Regions from separate parts of the Rattus norvegicus genome. Here region 2 is linked to region 1. The links are chromatin contacts, called in public Hi-C maps. All regions are on one chromosome and are shown on one strand. The core of a region is the stretch at or near the end of the contact, and the rest is flanking DNA. Distances in the headings are between cores, read along the strand shown.

Region 1 (4,900 bases), core at 1,313-3,812:
GAAGGAATTCCAAGAGTGGGAGTGGCTAAACCAAGAAGCTTCTGGGTGAACCAGCCAAACCAAATCCAGGACCTTGGGGGACTACAGGATCTGAGGGCAAGAATGTGGACACAGGTGTTCTGAGAGAAGGGAGCCGGAGAAAGGGAGAGAGGTATTTTAGAGAAACGGGGGCATAGGCCTTCCCAGAGCAAATGTCATCACCTCCAGAGAGCAAATACCAAGAGCCAAGTCCCAGACACCTGCCATCTCTCGGCCTGCCTGCTTTAATTTTTACTGGGGACGGAGGCACATGTGGCTTCCACGGTGCGTGGAGGTCAGGGCGTAATTCTCAGGAGTCGGTTCTCTCCTGCCACCTTGTGGGATCCAGGAACCGACCTCAGGTCATCAGAACTGTGTGCGAGTGCTTGTGCCCAGTGTACCATTTCATCAGCCCACAAGGTGGGTGTTGGGGGTGCTTTCCACACTCCTCCCTTCTCAGGAAGTCAGTGGGGCGCAGTAGAAAGCTTCTGACAGCGACTTAAGCCTGAGCCGTTATTTTGCCATCGTTGTGGAAATCCTGGAACAGCGCCACGTGCTAGGCAGAGCCTTCTTTCACAAAGTCGTTGCTTTGCGCGTTGTCCTCTTATGCACGAGGAGGTGAACGTTGATGCCCATACAGACAGGTGTTGCCAGAGCCAGGGAGTGGTAACTGCTGTTGGGTACCTGGGGGAGAGAAGGCTGGCGGGTCAGTGATGGTGGAGGTTCCTATAGTAAGCTTGTAAGCTGTGCGGTGACCTAATTCCCACAGTGCACAGGTGTCTCTCCGAGGATCACATCACCAATGCACACCGTCAAAGGCTCAGCTCCCTGCAACATCTGTGGTCAGCACTTTTGATGGGTCCTCTTCCTGCACGGCCACACCACGCTTACAGGATGGGGCCGTCTCGTGCGTTGCATGAAGGAAACACCTTTTAACAAGGTTATTTAGCATAAAGGCAGCTTTAGCAAGGTATGACCCGAGGTTTAGCCCAATGGTGACAGCCTGAATCCACCTAGACCCCGAAGGTGCCTGCTTCATAGTTTCCTTCCTTAACTTGGTCCTCTGCCCTCCCTGTCCACACTCCATTACTGTCCATTCGTTCTCCCAACCCCTTGGCTTCTCACATCTCTCTGGCTTATCTGTCGTGCGTGGTTTACCGCCTCAGGGAGAGCCTTGGCCACATCCCCTATTGTGGAATGTCCCAAGGCTCATTCCCTGTTTGAAGCATGGACCTCGTCTCACAAGGCATACAGTACCTTATTCATTATGCCTAGCTGGGACTGGGCTGCTGGGTGGGTTCACTGAGAGTGGAAAGAGGAGACTGGGGGATGGGGTGGGTGCATCTCTCAGGTCACCTTGTATTGCTTCGCACATGGGCACAGAACAAAGGTGTGTGACCTAAAGGCCCCACCAGCAGCCGGGAGACCCCACCCCCAGCCCCACCCCCAGCAAGCTGCACCCGGCCTCACCTTTCTTTTGGTCTTAGGTCTAGCAGACGTGGTGTGTCTAACAGACACAAGGATGGTAAAAATAACCACCTTGCACACAAAACCTTTTGGTCTTCACATGCATCAGCAGTATCCTGACCCACGGCTTTGGTATTTGATATTCCCGTTGCCTTCTCTCAGGTTCTCAGCACCTTTTCTGCTGGCTAGCTACTTCCTACTTTCTGAATGCCCGAGAACGCCACCTTCTCAGAGGCTTCTGTGACCGCCTGCTGCCCTTGGTTCACCATCCCAGCACCTTGATTTTTTTTCCCCCCTGAATGCTGTACACCTCAGAAACATTTGCTTATGACTGGAGCGTGTCTCCCACCCTACTCTGGAAGGGCAGTGCCTGGTCTTTGTCCTCTGCGTTCATTAAAGCTCCCCAGAGTCACGTATTCCACACTACACTTCACCCTCTTAGCAGGTTCTGTGTGTGAGGTGATTATTTTTATCACCCTCGTGTCTGTTAGAGGAACAAGGAAAGGTGTCTCAGCGTCCAAATCAAATTAAGGGAAAGGAGGAGGAAGGCTTTCAAACTTGAGGGCAGGGCCAGAGGCGGAAGAGTGCTATCAGGAGATGAAACATCTAAGCTATGGAGACTATGCATGTGAACCAGCCTGGGGCAGGAAGAACCAGCCTGCCCATTGTGGGGTGGTGAGGAGAGCTGCCGTGGAGTGTACACTGTTCTTAGATTGGAGAAGGGGTGGAGGCTTTAGACTGGGATCCTTCCCACCTAGCACTTGAAAGGAGAGAGCCGGGAATGGGGTGAACAGGGCAGTGCTCTGCTGGACAGCCACGAAGAGGGAAGTTTGGGCAGCACAGGGAATGTGGATAGCGACTTAACCGTTCAAATGTAGTCGGCAGAGACTCACCACCCAGTGTTACGCTTGGCAGAATGTGACCTGCTCCTCCACCTTAATGCCTCCCTAGAAAAGACATGCTGAACACTCCGGTCAGCTTTGGCCAGAGGCACCTCTAGGAAAGCAGCACCTCTCTGTGAGACCAACGAGGGACCTGTTGGTGTCTCTAGCGCTCCAGTTACCTGCCATGCTCCTTGACAGGTGTTGCTGTGTGCCCCTTACAAAGTGCACCTGGCAGAACCTTCCCTGTTTCCCTGGCAACGCATCCGGGCTGTTTTTCCAGGAAGGCGGGTTGTGAAACCTTCAGGAATGTTTGTGCTCATTCAGAGATTTGTAATTAAGAAGGGGCAGAACTCGCTCTGGCCTGGCACCTTGCCTGGCTTCCCTCTTGTTCTTCCAGCAGCTGGGTCATGTGACTTTTATGATTGGGGTTTTAGGCGGGCCCAGGACACTGGGGGCTAGAGGCAGGGACTACCTGACCTGGCCAGGTAAGGGGTTGAGGCTGGAGGTGTCAGGTCCTGGCTACATCTGACAGCTTTGCCTCTCACTAGGAGACAGGGAAGGAGGGACAGACAGGCAGACAGTGTCAGAGAGAGAGAGAGAGAGAGAGAGAGAGAGTATGTGTGTGTGTGTGTGTGTTAGTGTGTGTGTGTCTCTGTGTGTGTCTCTGTGTGTGTGTGTGTGTGTGTAAAGCTAAAACACTTCTCTTCATACTGATTCTCTGAATGACACCTCTCTGCACACTGAATAATTCATCTCCCCCTTGGCATTTGTTCCAGAGATTTCTGTCCAGATTTCTGTAAGTTGTATAGTTCCTTCCCATAGCAACTTTCCTGTTTCCCATAGAGGCGCACTGAGCGTCAACTGGCTGCTCCCCCACGGCTGCATCCAAGAGAGAACCCAAATACAAAACCCAATGCCTTTCTCTCTCCTTTGGCTGCTCTTTCTAACGGCAAGCCCTATTGCTGCACGTCCCTTCCTGTTGGCAAAATGTCTGCCGTCACTGCTGACGGGAATCGCTATCTTCCTCATACCCTTCATATCATATTATTGGTGCTAGGGCTAATGACCAGAGCCTCACCTCCTTGATGGAAACCGGAGCAGCGTGTGGAGTTGATGAGTTTCTGGAAACTTGTTGCAGTTTGGATCCTGTTCTCCTGTCTGATACATTCCTGTTCCCGGTACCTTGAGAGCCTGAATTTGTACGGATGACTTGGAAACATTTAACTGTCCTATGTGTAGAGTGTGAAAAAAGAAAAAGAAATAAAGAAGGAAGGACATGACCGCTCCCAAGTATGGCGGAAGAGAAGGCTTACTGTAGATATGGGGAAGAGAGTGTCGGTGGAGGCAACGACAAGTGTGAGAGCCCAGAGGGAACATGGCCAGACTAAGCTGGGCCATGTTGAGAGAAAAGCCACCAACCAAGAGAGGCTGTTGGGGCAAGAGGGTAAAGGGTAGACTAAAAGGGACAGGGACTGGTATAGCAAAGTGGCTGAGTTATATAAGGAGGGGCAGCTGGGGGCAGGGTATGCCAGTCAGAAGGGCTCTATGACAGGGCCCTAAGAGATGCTTCGAGAAGCTAGTGGTCAGTGTCTGCTTGGATATGTTAATGGGCACCTCAGTAGTTTATCCTGGGATTGAGACCTAGCATCTAGGAGTCATGGGTTGTCTAGTGAACACCTTCGTACCAATGGCTGAAGACACTCATCATGGAGTACTCCAGTGCCTCTTGTCTTTCTCACACATCCCCGTCCAGTCTCCTGGGCTAGCACAGCTCCAGGTTGTTGTGAGACCCACTGGGTCTTGTCCATTTTTATTGGCAAAGCTTTGGCCTCTAGCACTGGAACTGCTGGTTCATTAACTCTGCATTGTTAAGTGTGTGCTTTCATTTGTAGAACCGAATAAGAACATACACTACCCAGAGAGGGAACATGGTTTTCATAGCATGCTTTGTAGGCCTAGACGGAGCCATTGTTCAATACTTAATTTTGCTTACTTTATAGCTGTTACCACAAATTTAGTTTAAAATAAAGTTAAAACTATGTTAAAATTCTTATATCTAGGTTTTTTGTTTGTTTGTTTGTTTTATTTTGTTTTAAGATAGTTTCCTACTGTATAGTCCTGGCTGGCCTGGAACTTGCTATGGAGACCAGGTTGGCCTCAAACCTACAGAGTCTCTGCCTCTGCCTCTGCCTCTGCCCCTGCCCCTGTCCCTGCCCCTGCCTCTTCTGCCTCCCCTGTATGCTGAGATTAAAGGCATGTGCTACCATACCTGCCTAGATTCTTTTTTTTTTGTAAGTTTAGTCTCATGTAGCCTAGGCTAGCTTCCAATTTGCAGTGTAGGCAAGGTTGGCCTTGAGCTTCAGCTCCCCCTGCCTCCACTTCTGAAATTATAGGTGTGTGCACCCATACACAGTTGTATGTGGTGCTGGGGGATACCACTCAGGACTTTGAGCATGCCAGGCAAGTATTCTACCTACTGAATCATATCCCTAGCCTCAGACAACATTTTAAATCAGATCTGTCAGTTTCTC
Region 2 (4,900 bases), core at 1,526-4,025, 83 kb before region 1:
AAGCCTTGGACCTCTGATCCTATAGGCCAATTTACCCATAATCCTCTGTGTTCTGAAATCCTCCCAGTTTTCTCTTCTAGACCACAACACCCAGAAGCTTTGTTAGCTTTTGTTCAAGACGAAGTCCCACATTATACCTCAGGCTGGCCTATATAGCTAACCTTGAACAGACGACCATTCTCCTGCCTCAGCCTCCCAAGTATCCTTCCGTGGCTGACTATCCCATTGAGAAACAAAGAGCCAGTGGTGCTTCCTCCAGCTCTCCCCACCGCCAGCCCTCCTGAGGTGTGGGGCTGAGTGCTCTGAAGCCAGGGTGGCCAGATTCTGTCAATAGCCAGAAGTGTTCCCGTGTGTGTTGTCCTGCCAGCTATCAGAGCAACAGGAACAAGAAGATCAGGGAAGAGGAGTCCAGGGTTTTCCATGCACCTTTCCCCAGAGTGAAAATGGCTGGAGTCTGAGGTGGCAGGGCAGTGTTTCATTTCCTCATCCTGTCACGTCCCACGCCAAAGACCACACAGCTCCATGGAGTCCCATGGAATGGTACGTTAACGGTGCTCCAGCAGGGTTCTCTGGCTGTCTTGGAGCTTGATAGCACTTGCAGAGGGAGTGTGAGCTGGTGTCCACCAGTCCCCAGCTAGTATGACTTCAGGACAGTGCCTTGAGGAGATGGCAGTCTCACGAGCATGAATCCATCACGCCATTTTTCCTCCTTGCCATAGCCTGGCTACGTGTGACTTGGTCCTTGCAGCCTGTGAGGGGAGGGGGGAGGGCACCATCTAGATTCCAATGCTTAGGAGAGAAGGCTGAACCAATAGAAGGCCTGGCCTGCTAAGTGGACCCTGAAAGGGACTGCAGACTTTATCGTGAGGTCAGCATGTGCCGCATGGGGCCCACGGCAAGAGCAGCATCTCTCTAGCTCCAGGGAATTCCAGCATTCGTTCATGTGCCTGCCCAGTGAGCTTCAGTTTGCATCTGGGTCTATGTGTACACGTATGCAGGACTCAAAGGGTGGGCTGCATGGGGGAAGGACACCTCTGTGTTTGTGTAATGCATTGCAAGCCACTGGGGGCAATGTGCATAACACAGGCTTCAGGAGGCGTGTAGGCCACATGTATCCAGACGTGAATAAAAGTGGATCCGAGTGTGGGGAGGAGAGACACAATGGGGTCGGAGGGCATTCGTGGTGTGTGACTAACGGAACGTGTACAACAAAGGGGTACGGGAGACGCAGCACACACCAGGCGAGTCGTGGGGGTTTCTTTTTCTTTTCCTTTTTCTTGAAGATTTATTTTATGTATGTGAGTACGTTGTTGCTGTCCTCAGACACACCAGGAAAGGGCGCTGGATCCTGTTACAGATGGTTGTGAGCCACCATGTGGTTGCTGGGAATTGAACTCAGAACCTTTGGAAGAGCAGTCAGTGCTCTTAACTGCTGAGTCATCTCTCCAGCCCCGTGAGGGTTTCTATTTGCTCTCTGATGTTCAGAGGCATGTCTGTCTGCATCAAGGACAGACAGGAAGTTAGAGTAGAAAAGCCCAGGGCATCTGACATACACTGTACACACATAATGGTAAAAGGGAAATGCAGGAATCTTCCCTTTCTGCTTTTAGGTAAGGTCAGCCCTGTCCCCATGGAAATATGGCAAAACCATAGGGTTTTAGAACCAATAATTTTCTTAACTGCTTTCCCCTTTGTTATTTTATTTTGCTTGGTTACCGTATCACTTTTATTATTCTTCACACAGTGACTTGTTGCTGGGGCCTAATGTTCTCACAGAATCATAGGAAAACAAAACTCATCACTTCTTAAATAATTAGATACCCCCAAACAAACTTACATAAGTTAAGAGAATGAATAAATTCATCACTGTCCATGCAAATGTTCCCCAAACAGCCCACCCTCTGAGACTTGCACGTGTACACACATACACACAAGCTGAAGCTCACTGGACACTCGGTATATGCTGCTTTGCGCATGGGCAGGCACACAATGTAGCCTGGAATTCTCTGGTGCTAGAAGGATGTCGCTCTTGCAGGCCCCAACCGGGCAAGGAACAACCCAGCAGGGGACAGGAGGGCAAACACCAGAATGAAAAGTGGGTCTTTAGGCTCAGACTTTAGACAGCAAGAGAGAATCAGTGTTCAGGAGCCTTGGACAGAAATTCTGGGGCAGCCAGCTGTCAGTTAACACTCTGCAAAGATTGCTGCACCCTGCTCGCAGAGATCCACCAGGCTGGGGATTTCTCTTCCATGGCCTAGTCTCCTCAGCCACCAAGTGACTGAGCCACATGGACTAAGGACCAAATTAAGATAGGCAAGCATGGGGTATTAAATGTCCACCAAGGAAACTGTTAGCTTGAATACAAGGTCAAAGTCAGATGCAAGCTTCAGGAACAAATTTCTTTTCTATAGCTTATTCAGTTATTTTCATGAGGCCGCCATGAGCTGTGTACATTTGCCAGGGCAGACTGATCCTTCAGAACCATCTCATGCAGTAGACGGTTGGTTCCTGCGTCGTCCATCCAGAAGTATTTGCAGTGGGCGATGGAGGGGCTTGGCTAGGTCCACTCCTGCCTGTTGATCCGTGTATGCTGGAAGGTGGACATTGAGGCCAGGGTAGAAGCTCTTCTCCGAGGAGAAAGAAGATGTAGCAGTGACCAAAATCCAGTGCAACATGACATAGCTTCTCCTTAATGTCTCACACACTCCTGACTCCGCTACGGTGGTGAAGCCAGAACCCTGCTCAGACAGGATCTCCATGATAAAGTCTGTCAGGTCCCAGCCAGCCAGGTCCAGACGCACGATGGCTTGGGGAAGGGCAACCAGAGTCCGTGACGGTGCACATGCAGGCATGCATGAGAACAAAAATGTGGTCACGTGCATAGATCCTAGGAGCATCTAAGGACATACAGAGACAGCACTGCCTGAAGGGCCACATACATGGACGGGTTTTGAAGGCTTCAAACAGCCCCTGGGTCATCTTCTGTCTGTAAGCCTTGGTGTGTTGCGGTAAAAATAAAAAGGTGTGCGCATCGTGACTGGTTCCCGAGCTCATGCTCCATGCCCTCTCTCCTGGGTTCCTCTGACTGGGACAGTTCAGCCTCTTTCCAGCACAACGCCCTGTCAAGCCACCCTGCACTCACTCACAGCTCCCTTGGCGGGTTGCCACCGTGCCACGCATACACATCCCAATTCTGCGGGGCGGCCAGTGCGTCCCGCCACACACTTCCTTGAACTGAATTAAGTTGCCACACGAAAGAACACACCACACAATAACCCCCTGATCCAGTTGATAAGATATAATTGCTCATCTAGACAACACAAAATCCTGTACACACCCATCCCTTAAAATTAGTCATAACAACCCGTAGAAGAATCTTTTTTTTTTTTTAGATTTATTCATTTATTATGTATAAGTACACCGTAGCTATCTTCAGATACACCAGAAGAGGGCACCGGATCTCTTTACAGATAGTTGTGAGCCACCAGGTGGTTGCTGGGAATTGAACTCAGGACCTCTGGAAGAGTAGTCGGGTGCTCTTAACCGCTGAGCCATCTCTCCAGCCCCCGTAGCAGAATCTTAAGGTTTGGCGCCATGTTCCCCCGGCTCCGCGCCCCTCTCCTGCTTCTAAAACTTTGTTCCCGCCCATCCTTTCTTCTCGACCAATGACGGGCCTCGTTTTATCTTGTCTGCCTTCATCTGTATTAATGACATCAACCTACCTTGGGGTTCAGGGGAGCCTCTGTCAGAAGCACCAGGTGCTCCTCAGGAATCATGCACAGTTCCCGTAGGACGCATGGTTCCTGATCATCTCTATGGTGTCCCAGTTAGCGGCCACGCTGTGCCTGAGAGCAAACTTCAGGTTCAGGAGACCCCTTTTGCCTGGGCCTCATCTCCCACGTAGGCCCACCATGATAATCCTGGTGAAGGAGAGGCCCGATGACAGAGTATGGCTAGGGGGTATTTTGGCCAGCAAAGCAAGCTCTGCTCATGCCATAGCCATTGTCAGCGGCAATCTCTGCGATTTCTTCTTCCACTGATCACAGCGGAGCCTGGAGCGACAGAGCAGAAACAAGACTGGCGGGGAGGGAAAGTCTCTATTTGCGTTTGCAAATGGTGTTTTGTTGTTGTTTTGTTGTTGTTGTTGTTGTTGTTGTTGGGGTTTTTGTTTTGTTTGGTTTGGTTTTGGTTTTGCATGTATGTTTGTGCAGTGTGTGTGTGTGTGTGTGTGTGTGCGCGCGCGCGCGCGCACACACACGCCAGAGGGCTTTTGATCTCATGGAATTGGTTGGAGTTATAGATGGCTATGAACTACATGTGGATGCTGGGTACTGAACCCAAGTCCTCTGCAAGAGCAACAAGTCCTTTTGTTTTGTTGTTTTTAAGCATGTGTGCATGATTCCTGAAGACACCGTAGCTGTCTTCAGACGCACCACAAGAGGGCATCAGATCCCATTACAGATGGTTGTGAGCCACCATGTGGTTGCTGGGAATTGAACTCGGGACCTCTGGAAGAGCAGTCAGTGCTCTTAACCACTGAGCCACGACAGGTGCTTTTAAGTGTGGAACCGTCTCTCCAGTCCCTTTTTGGGGTTGGGGATTTAGCTCAGTGGTAGAGCGCTTGCCTAGGAAGCACAAGGCCCTGGGTTCGGTCCCCAGCTCCGGAAAAACAAAAACAAAAACAAACAAACAAACAAACAAACAAAAAAAACAGAGCAGTCCCTTTTTATTTCTTTTATTCTATGTGTATGGATATTTTGCCTGCATTGTGTGTCTGTAGTGCCTAAGGAGGCCAGAAAAGGGCATTGGATCCTCTAGGGTCAGTAATCCAAGGATTGTAAGCTTTCATGTGGTTGCAGGGAATTGAACCCAAGTCCTCTGGGAAAAGCAACCGGTGCTG

Evidence for each region. A called contact is a pair of places that touch in the nucleus more often than the background predicts.
Region 2: a Hi-C map of kidney shows a contact between it and region 1, with 6 times the contacts expected there. The contact joins two enhancer-like sites. A contact is called at or near these places in 7 of 12 Hi-C or Micro-C datasets (the A7r5 cell line, hepatocytes, kidney and 3 more).

The regions. Positions count from the first base shown.
Region 1 is chr10:20,889,278-20,894,177 of GRCr8, reverse strand. The region is part of intron 1 of Wwc1 (WW and C2 domain containing 1); the gene reads left to right. Among named protein-coding and RNA genes, the nearest start is that of Wwc1, 67 kb to the left of the region's middle. Within about 2 kb of position 2,562, at least 9 of the 93 cell types and tissues checked have an H3K27ac peak or open chromatin away from gene starts, as enhancers often do. A contact at or near this core is called in kidney, where this site is marked.
Region 2 is chr10:20,972,501-20,977,400 of GRCr8, reverse strand. No RefSeq gene overlaps it. Among named protein-coding and RNA genes, the nearest start is that of Wwc1, 17 kb to the right of the region's middle. Within about 2 kb of position 2,775, at least 1 of the 93 cell types and tissues checked has an H3K27ac peak or open chromatin away from gene starts, as enhancers often do. A contact at or near this core is called in kidney, where this site is marked.